Regions from separate parts of the Danio rerio genome. Here region 2 is linked to region 1. The links are chromatin contacts, called in public Hi-C maps. All regions are on one chromosome and are shown on one strand. Each heading gives the region's core, a stretch centred on a gene start, on an enhancer-like site or on the middle of the called end of the contact. The rest is flanking DNA. Distances are from core to core; before and after follow the strand shown.

Region 1 (5,279 bases), core at 169-2,668:
TCTTATTTTTAAAATAAAAATTCAAAACAGCAAATATACTAGAAAGATACAGTAAATTGAAAGTTTATTATTTATAAAAAAGATCTAGTAGGATATATGACGAGGTTATTAAATTTGTTAAAGAAAGTCAATTATGTAAAGGAATGTAATACTTTATAATCAGCAGTGTTGGTAAAAAAAAATAATTTATTCCAATCTAAAGTCAAATAAAAATAGCTAAATGTGTTACTTAGTTGTAAAGTGGAAATAACGTAATAGTAAAATACTAATATATTACAATCTAAAGTCACTGTCTAATGGGAGTGTGTGCTTGAGTCTTTGTTTTTGTTTCTAAACTAAGATTTTAAGGGTTAATTTGCCGAGTACAAATAAACAATGAAGAAGAAGAAGAAAAGAAGAAGAAGAAAAAAAAGAAGACGAAAAAGAAGAAAAAAGAAAAAGAAGACAAAACAAAAGAAAAGGAAGAAAAATAAGAAAAAAGAAAAAGGACAAAAAAGTAAAGAAAAAGGAAAAAAGAAAAAAGAGGAAAAAATAAGAAAAAGGAAAATATAAGAAAAAGGAAAAAATAAGAAAAAAGGAAAAAATTGTTAAAAAGAAAAAGAAAAGAAAAAAGAAAAGAAAAAGTAAGGAAGAAAAAGAAAAAACTAAGAAATAGAAAAATAGGAAATAAAGAAAAAGAATAAGAAAAAGGAAAAGAAAAAAGAAAGAAAGAAAATTAAGAAAAAAATAAGAAAAAAGGAAAAGAAAAAAGAAAGAAAGAAAATTAAGAAAAAAATAAGAAAAAAGGAAAAGAAAAAATAAGAAAAAAGAAAAAAGAAAAGTAAAAAAGAAAAGAAAAAGACCAAAGAAAAAGACAAAGGAAATAAGAAAAATGAAAAAGAAAAATGAAAAAATACGAAAAAGCAGAAAAAAGAAAAAAGGAAAGAAAAAGGAAAAAATAAGAAAAAAGATTAAAACGAAAAAAATATATATTTATATTAAAAATATATTATATATTTATATTAAAAATTAAAAAGAAAAGAAAAAAGTAAAGAAAAAGAAAAAAAAGATAAAGAAATAGGGAAAAGAAAAAGAAATAGGAAAAAAGAAAAGTAAGAAAAAAAGAAAAAAGAAAAAGGAAAGAAATGAAAAAGAAAAAAGAAAAAGGAAAAAAGAAAAAGAAAAAAGGAAAAGAAAAAAGAAAATAAAATAAGAAAAAAAGAAAAAAGAAAAAAGAAGAAGAAAGAAAACAGAACAATAAGAAAAAAAAGAAAAAAGATAAAGAAAAATAAGAAAAAGAAACAGAAGAAGAAAAAGAAACAGAGGAAGAGGAAGGTAGGACAGACAGTAGCTGGTACAATGGTAGTTCTGTGTGTACCGGGGCAGAGGGCCGTGTTGCAGCTCTGACTCTGGCTCTGCAGGTCTGCACAGTGTGGTTTGGGGTCAGAGGTCAGAGGTCGTCTCTCTCTGTGTCTGAATCCTCCACTGCAGGGCTCTTTACACACACTCCATCTGCTCCACGAGCTCCAGTCACACACATCTAAACACACACACATACTCCACATTCACTGTGTGTGTGTAGGTCAGCTGCAGCAGGATGATGTGTGTGTATGTGTTTATGAGTGTATGTGCATGTGTATGTTCATGTGTAAATGTATATGTGTGTGTATTGTGTATATGTTTATGTGTATGTGTATTTTACAGAATGTGTGTGTGTGTGTGTTGTTCTGTTGCCGCACCTCTGCAGACGTCAGCATGTGGACAGTCTCTCTCCTCCTCCAGCTCTTCATCACACTGACTCCCGCTGACCGGCTCACCCGACTCCACATGCAGACACGCCCGAAACCTGCGCTGCACCGACCGCAGATCCACACACGGAGAACAGGAGCTCCAGGAGGACCACTCGCTGACCACCACTGACACACACACACACACACACACATATACATATATATATATACATAAAATGAGGATGATGTCTGATCAAGTTTACAATCTGAGATGTACCTTCACATTCCCGTAGATCACACTGCAGAGAGCCGTCATGACAGAGACTGAAACACACACAGGATAATGAGGTTTACAAATATAGAAATGATAATGAAGTGTAAGTGTGTGATGTGAGTCTGCAGTGTCTGACCATGTCCTGCAGCCGGTGGTGAGCAGCGCCCCCTGCGGGACAGTGACGGTCACAGGTTTGTGTGAATCCTGGAGGAGCAGATGAACACAACCACACTGATCCGGCCGCACACACGAACCGTTCTGCTGCACCAGACCCTGAGGAAAACACACAACACACACTTCAACACCCAACACTTCATCACTGAGTTACATTTTAAAGGGTTCAACACACACAAAAAAACAACTACATTTATAAGCATTTTTTTTTATGTAGAAACATTTTACAGTATAAATTTATCAAATTTATAATTGAATTTTTTAACACTATATTTTTTACAATGTGAATAAAATAGACCAATAAAATAAAATGCATTTTTAAGATAATCTGGTAACAATGTGATCAAAATTAAATAAAATATGATATAATATAAAATTATATGTTTTTAAAGAAAGAAATAATAAAATATCTTCAAACAATTTGGCAACACTGTGATGCAAAAAAAAAAATTTTTTTTTTAAAGAAATTCTGGTATCACTGTGAATAAAGTAAATTAAAATAAAACGTTTTAAAGATAAATCTGCTAATTACAATAAAAAATAAAATAAACAAATCTATTATTAATTAATCAAAATCATAAAATTATTATAAAGAAAACCTGGTAACACTGTGAATAAAATAAAATAAAATAAAATAAAATAAAATAAAATAAAATAAAAAAAATAAAAATAAAATAAAATAAAATAAAATACTTTAAACAATCTGGCAACATTGTGATGCAAATAAATTTAAATATGTTTAAAGAAATTCTGGTAACACTGAATAAATTAAATAAAGATAAATTGTTCTTATAGATAAATATGGTATTTATAATAAAAAATAAATAAATAAATTAATTAATTAATTAATTGTTTTAAAAGATAAATCTGTTAATTACAAAAATAATAAATAAAAAAATTATCATTTAATAAATAAAAAAACTAATAAAATATTTTAAAGAAAACCTGGTAACACTGTGAATAAAATAAAATATCTTTAAACAATCTGGCAACACTGTGATGCAAATAAATTAAAATAAATTATTTCAAAGATAAATCTGCTAATAACAATAAAAAATAAAATATGCAAATATAAAAACAAATAAATTAATTAACTAATCAATCAATTATTAAATAAATAAAATTATTTTAAAGAAAACTTGGTAACACAGTGAATAAAATAAAATAAAACAAAACAAAAAAAAATGAAATAAAATAATAAAATAAAATAAAATAATAAAATAAAATAAAATAAAATAAAATAAAATAAAATAAAATAAAATAAAATAAAATAAAATAAAATAAAATAAAATAAAATAAAATATCTTTAAACAATCTGGAAACACTGTGATGCAAATAAATTAAAATATTTTTTAAAGAAATTCTGGAAACACTTTGAATAAAGTAAATTAAAATAAAATGTTTTAAAGATAAATCTACTTATTACAATAAAAAATAAAATAAACAATAAAAAATCTATTAATAATTAATCAATTAATTAATAAATAAATAAAATTATTTTAAAGAAAACCTGGTAGCATTGTGAATAAAATCAAATAAAATAATAATAAAAAAAATAAAATACCTTTAAACAATCTGGCAACACTGTGATGCAAATAAATTAAAATAAAATTGTTTTTTTTTTAAATCTATTAATTACTATAAAATAAAATAAACAAACAAACAAACAAATAAATAAATAAATAAAATGATTTAAAGAAAACCTGGTAACACTATGAATAAAATAAAGTAAAAAACAAAAAAAATAAATAAATAAATAAATAAAATAAAATAAAATAAAATAAAAATAAAATAAAATAAAATAAAATAAAATAAAATAAAATAAAATAAAATAAAATAAAATAAAATAAAATAAAATAAAAAAGCTGTCCAAACCACAGGGCAGTAGCAGCCGGGTGTGCAGTTCTGACTGGACATGCATGCGTCTGCTTTCCCCATCAGATCACAGTGTTTCTCACATGGAGATCCACATTCAGAAAACACAAAGGGTTTCTCACAGTCTGATGAAACACACAGAGCAATACAGGACTGAATTCAAGTGCTTTATTTATGCTCAGAGTTTTATGATGTAAAACAACACAAACAGAACAATAACTCAAATATTCAACACATGTAAATAATTTAATTTTATCTCCATGGATAATTACAAAAACCACGCAATTACTATAAAATCTGTGAAACAATCTGGCAAATCTTAGGAAACCATGGCATGATTTTAAGTCTTGCAAGGTTTTAAGCCTGCATGTAATCCTGTATGTGAATGCGATTGTGCTTGTCATGACTGCAGTGTGTGTGTGTGTGTGTGTGTGTGTGTGTGTGTGTGTGTGTGTGTGTGTGTGTGTGTGTGTTGATGTTCACCTTTGCAGTTTTGGGGTCTGCAGGGTCGACTCTGTTTCTCCACATCAGTGCAGCGTTGCCCCCCGGTGGACAAAACCAGCGGCACTCGAACCCGCAGCTCAAACTGTGAGTTGCATAAACACTCGCTCCACACACTCCACTCCGACATTGGACACACTGACAGAAACACACACATCAGCATACTTCATCTGCTCAATCACGATACAAGACCGGCAGTTTGAGTTACAAGAGTGTGAAATACTAATTGGGTCAATTCCTGAGGAGGATAAAGCAAGGTTTGATCTTATTGACATAATACGAGTTTTAGGTTTGTGATGTGCATTTGTCATCTTTTAAAGGCTTTTTATAAATTATTTTGAATAAAATATAATTTTTTGGGGGGGAGAAATAAAATTAGCTACAATTTTTCTGCAAAAATATATAAACATTTTTTTTACTATTTAATATGATTTTTAATTAAAAATTATATTGAAATAAATTGTATATAAATTGTAATGATAAAATTAAATGCATTAAAACACAAATAAAAAACAATATGCAATTAAAATAAATAAGTACAATGGTGGGAGAAACTAAATTTCCGAAATATGCTAAATTTTATTTACATTATTATTATTATTATTATTATTATTTTTTATTTATTTATTTTTTTTATATATTTTATTTCATTTTTTGTCCCTCTGTTGTTTCCAAGGTGATTTTTGTCCCTCTGTTGTTTTCAAGGTCATGACAAGTGACTGAATATGTAAAAAATAAAATAAAAT
Region 2 (5,987 bases), core at 1,395-3,894, 200 kb before region 1:
ATGACTGATGATAATGATGATAAGCTCATACTGTAATTAAATGATGCAATAAAAGCGACAGTAATTGAGCTTCAGCACCTGTAATATGATGAGAATGCTAAATAATCTCAGATGCCTTCCAAGAGACTGTGTTCACTAAATAAACAGGGGAATCCTGAAATAGCAAGAAATAGATTGACACAGAGATAAAGATTTATAATCAGCAACAAAATCTGGCATGAGCTGTCTCATAAATGTTGATCCGTGAGCTCAAATAATGTGAAAAAGCATATGTTTTCAAGCGTGCATGTTTTCAAGCGTGCAGGTTCTTTTATTTTAGAAGGTGGGACTTATTTCATCATGTTTCAGCATTCCCATTCATTCATTCATTCATTCATTTCCCTTCAGCTTAGTCTCAATTTCCGAGGTCGCCACAGCGGAATGAACCGCTAACTATTCCGGCATATGTTTTATGCAGCTGATGCCTTTCCAGCTGCAACCCAGTACTGCGAAATACATTCACACACACTCATTCACACACACACACACACACACACACACACACACACACACACACACACACACACACACACACACACACACACACACACTCATACATTACGGCCAATTTAGTTAATCAATTCCCCTATAGCGCATGTGTTTGGACTGTGGGGGAAACCGGATAACCCACACCAACACGGGGAGAACATGCAAACTCCACACAGAAACAAAAACTAACCCAGCCGGGACTCAAACCAGCAACCTTCTTGCTGTGAGGCAACAGTGCTAACCACTGAGCCACTGTGCCACCCCTGATTCCCATTTAAAAGAAACATTATTAGTAAGTTCTGCAAATTAAAAAATCCTAAAAACAAAAATAAATCAATAATAATAATAAAATGAAAAACAAACAAAAAAAATAATAAAAATCATTAATTATAAAAAATTAAATAAACTTATACATTCAGAAAGAAATGTAAAATCATAAACCAAAATAAGTTGAAAAAAGCAAAATTAATATTAATAATACATAATCAAATTACAATTAACAATAATGACATTATAAATATTCAAGTTCAGAAAAAAATGCATTTGCCAAAAACTTGAAATGTTCTTGGTAAGTTAAAAAAACAGAATCACCTGTCATTTCAGCAAAACAAAAACAAAAAAATCTAGATTTCTGGCGCAGAGTGAAAGCTTAATAATTACAATATTAGGATATGTATTTCATGCAGGATTCAAAAACAAACTTTTTACATTGAAAATAAAACAAGAAAAAATCCAATGAAAAATTTAAATAAAATAGCAAAAAAAACTACCCATACTTCAGATGAAAATCCCCATTATTTACTCAAAAGTAGTAAATTATATACACAAGTATAAATTTTTATTATATAAATTACATAATAAAATGAAATAATCATTAAAATTAAATAATAAAAATGATAAATCCAGAAAAAAAATGGATGTCAATGACATAACTTTTTTTTAAGGTTGTGAATAAGTAAAAAACAAAATCACTTGTTATTCCAGCCAAACAAAACAAAATTATCTGTATTTGCTGAGTAATTTCAGTGACAGCTCACTAAGAATAAAAATGGAAAACAAATACACAGAATTCAAAAGCAAAACAAATCAAGAATAATGAAACAAAAACAAGTAAAATAATAATTAAAAAACAGCCATAATTCTAATGACAATAACCATTCATTATATAAATATATATATATATATATATAAACTATTAAAATATAAATCCAGAACAAAATATCCATTTGCCAGAAAGAATAACTTACAATTGATGGGTGACATGATGGGTGACACAGTGGCTCAGTGGTTAGCACTGTTGCCTCCCAGCAAGATGGTCGCTGGTTTGAGTCCCGGCTGGGCCAGTTGGCATTTCTGTGTGGAGTTTGCATGTTCTCCATGTGTTGGTGTGGGTTTCCTCTGGGTGATCTGGTTTCCCCCACAGTCCAAACACATGCCCTATAGGGGAATTGATGAACTAAATTGACTGTAGTTTATGAGTGTGTTTAAGAAATGTGCATGTGCTTGAGTGTTTCCCATTACTGGGTTGCAGCTGGAAGGGCATACGCGGCGTAAAACATCTGCTGGAATAGTTGTCGGTTCATTCCGCTATGACGAATCCTGATGAATAAACTAAGCCGAAGGAAAATGAACTCACTCACTCACTCATGATTGTTTAATTATCAGCAATAATTCTTGTGGGTAAAATCCTCAATAAAACCCCAAAGAAAATCACAGATACGGTAAACATGCTCTGCAATTCTCCTGAACATCAGAACACAAATAAAATCTGCCTCACAATGTCAAAGAAAGTCTTGTGAAAATGTTAATTAGGTAATAAAAATCACTAATAATTTGTTAATATTACTATTAAACATCATTTCATTGCCAATCAACTATAAAGCTAGTAAATAAGCGTCAATTCCAATAAATGATCATCAATAATTATTATGTAGAACACCAATCAGTTTCCACTTATTGAAATGATTGAGGTGAAATGCTGACACAGCCGTCAGTATCAGCAGATCTGAGATCAGAGGAGTCTGTTCAGCCTCGCAGGAACAACAGATGGCCTGTTCAATCAACATTCATCCATCTGTATTCAAATCAGCTGAGGATTCACTCTGTGATTGGCTGAAGTAGGTCACATGACCTCCTGTTGATTCAAGACAAGTCTGCCTATTGCTATGGGAGAAGCTGATCAACACTGGTCCTGCCCACGTAGTGATGCTTAGAACACAAACACACACACACACACACACACACACACACACACACACACACACACACACACACACACACACACACACACACACACACACACTGTGCATCTTTCTGTCCAGTCATCAAACAGGGATTCTCCTGATATCTCTTTATGCAAATCAGACAGACGCTCATCATGTATTTGCATGTCAAACTCCCGGAGATTATAAGATTATAAAACCCGATATTTACATGATCGTTTATCAGACGACCCAGTCAGATAAGGACACGGCCCTGCTCACTTCATATACTGCATTCCTTTGGGTGAGCTTTGAAAGGTTAATACACACATTTAAAAGCACTGACATATGAGTGCCTTGGTCATTCAAAATATCCCCTCATCCTATGATAGACTGCTTAGATTCTAGTTTGGACTCTTAAGGTATTATAGTTATAATTTATAAATCACTTATAGTACAACAATATTCAAATATCCTCATTGAGGGCTTTTGGGAGAGAGAACTTACAACAATCTCACTACTGTTGAGAACTGTTTGTAACTTCAAAAAACCCAGCCCACCAAATGATTCATTATCAATACATTTTTAAGTAGGGGTGTCACGATTTCGATTTTTTAATCGAAATCGATCGAAATTTATGCTTAATTTCGATTATCGAATCAAAAAAATAGAATCGTCGATGCTGCCACGCCCCATGTCACGTCAGCTTGGCTTGCCAAGTGGGAAAAAAACAGGCTTGTTGAAGTGCTTGCAGAAGCAGGAGACCCGTCGACAGAGCTTAAACCCTCTCCTCTTTCAATGAAGTCGCCGGTGTTTAAGCATTTTGGATTTCCAGTGAGTTATGTTGACAACGTTTGTGTTGTCGACAAAAAAAAAAAACAGTTTTGCAAGCCCGGTTCGTCCGATAGACAACACCGGCATAGCGATCCTCCGCCCGCCCCCGTTGCAAATCCGCTCGCGAAAAGTACACACTCAGGCCCTGTTTACACTGTCTTTGTTTTTAAATGGCATTTTAGAACGACAACGATTTGACATCCACAGTGGCGTGTAGCATTTCTGAGCAGCCCTCCTTCCTCTCTACCTCTGAAAATGCACATCACGTGACCACACAGACACAGACGCACACGCAGCCATGCGCTCGAGACAGCAGGTCCAGGCAGTCAGAGGACTGCTTCAATCTTTCACTCACTTGTACTTAGTCATTTTAGCGAACACCTCAGATACTGTTGGCTGGTTCCTGTTGGTTGTGCGTCTTTTTTACAGACGCCATTATAACAACACAGATCACTGCCTATTCACGAGTCCCGCAGAAAAAGTGATTGACAGGTGGTAATTATGTGTGTATCTTGCCTTTATTCATTTACTGTATGATTTGTTTATGGGTAAAACAAAGACCATGCAGGTCAGGTAGTTTAAACGGTAGACTACAAATAATTAATTGGTCATTAATTAATTAATTATTCATAATCGAAAATCGAATTGTGACTTTAGAATCGAAAATGTAATCAAATCGAGGATTTGGAGGATCGTGACACCCTTATTTTTAAGGCTTGCAAGTACCTTGTGTAGAGTTGTTAAATAAGTAACAAAAAGGGTCTGATTTTCTTTTCATTTTAAATAACAGATAAGGGGTAGCACCCTTATCTGTTATTTAAAATGAAAAGAAAATCAGACCCTTTGTGTCACTTATTTAACAACTCTACACAAGGTACTTGCATGCATACTGTATGTTTCAGGAATGTCCTCAAATTGCATTATTATGGTCCAAGGTTTGAGGCCTACTATCAGATCTAATGGAAACTCAGATGCAATGCGTCCCATTGCTTTTGTCCTGCTAGATGATTAATCACTCTCTTCATCATTAACCAAAGAAGGATTCTGTCAGTAAAGTCTGCTATGAAAATGACTAAAGCATTCACCTTAAAGCCTGTGGGACAGAAGTTTTAGGTAACAGTGTTTGCCACTGAAGAATCATGAAACCCACCACTTTCGCTTTAAGTCTACTTTAGAATTTTTTAAAGAAATGCATCATAATGGGGGTGGAGCTTCGCTATCAGAGGCAGGAGTAGGCGTGGCCAGCAGAGCTGGGGAGAAAGACGGGAGCGAGCAGCTATTGTCAGTCGACTCACAAAATGAGACAAAAACCGTGAGACCCCTGATTTGATAGTTTACAAAGACAAAATGCAAAGAAATAAACAGTAATTGAACGCCCTGCTACATTTATTATTCGTAATTTCATACACACATGTAAGAGACTATATAATCATATGCATTTGTTTATGCGACAAAACATGCTTTTTGACTCAAGAAGGTCCATACTGACTACAAAGGCAGATACTGATAAGATCAAGGCCTGTTTTGTGGACTTTGGGGGTTTTATGGTGTGGTCACATGTTGATTGGTCAGTTTGAATGTCTTAAATGGCTTTAGTCACATGGTCAAGAAAGATACAAGATAGGTGGTAAACTCTGGCTCTGTCTCTTTTCCTGCCCTCTCTTTTCCTGGCCTGCTTCTCTCCTGCTCTGTTCCTCTCCTCCTCTGGAGTCTATCTTCTCTGACTCTACTACAATCAGGCTTCTGGGCCTGCTCTCTTTGTCTCTCTCTCTCTCTCCCCCTGTGTCTCTCCTTCTACCTCTGGTAACTTTAATTTTACATTTAAGCTGGGTGCAATTTATACCATATGTTTTATCATTTCATATTTGATCATTTTATACAGTATTTTGTTATTAATTCAGTTGTAACCATAGAGAATTATTGTCATTAAATAATTTCATTTTCAAGTATTTGTGAATTACTTTTGATTTAACATCAACACTTAATTGTTCCATATAGCAATACAATACAATCACTTAATATCAACGCTCTCCCACATTTATAGCTATTAATACTGCCCTTATTTCCGTTTTTGGTATGAGATTGCAGAAGAATGGTTTGACTACAAATGTACAGTTTTTTACTACAGTAAAAAACTGTGCTACAGTTCGAACCGCTGTGGTTTAAAGACCGTTCTTACACACACAACCACAATTTATATCATTATAAAGATAATGGTGTTCATATAAACACTAAATGAGGACTTCTCCCTCAATGTGTTTAATCACTTTAAGACAAATGGATTACTTCTTTGTGTTTTCATATTCTATCAGTTATGACAGATCATTTTCAGTTCATATCAAATGGTCTTCTAATTTTAAACATAATAAATGTGTTTAATAATGTGAATTGATCTTGAAAGCAGCTGTTTTGAGTTAGAATGCC

The links. Hi-C and Micro-C count contacts between places; a contact is called where the count stands out from the background.
Region 2: a Hi-C map of an unstated tissue shows a contact between it and region 1, with 4 times the contacts expected there. The contact joins two enhancer-like sites. A contact is called at or near these places in 2 of 18 Hi-C or Micro-C datasets (embryo and an unstated tissue).

What each region holds. Positions count from the first base shown.
Region 1 is chr24:43,858,915-43,864,193 of GRCz12tu, reverse strand. It overlaps sspo (SCO-spondin), which reads right to left. Exons shown (of 112, transcript XM_073941181.1): 93 at 4,516-4,671; 94 at 4,033-4,157; 95 at 2,120-2,256; 96 at 1,987-2,033; 97 at 1,719-1,895; 98 at 1,358-1,519. Among named protein-coding and RNA genes, the nearest start is that of kcnh2b, 39 kb to the left of the region's middle. Within about 2 kb of position 1,418, at least 16 of the 62 cell types and tissues checked have an H3K27ac peak or open chromatin away from gene starts, as enhancers often do.
Region 2 is chr24:44,059,603-44,065,589 of GRCz12tu, reverse strand. The region is part of intron 3 of kcnh2b (potassium voltage-gated channel, subfamily H (eag-related), member 2b); the gene reads right to left. Among named protein-coding and RNA genes, the nearest start is that of kcnh2b, 160 kb to the right of the region's middle. Within about 2 kb of position 2,644, at least 13 of the 62 cell types and tissues checked have an H3K27ac peak or open chromatin away from gene starts, as enhancers often do.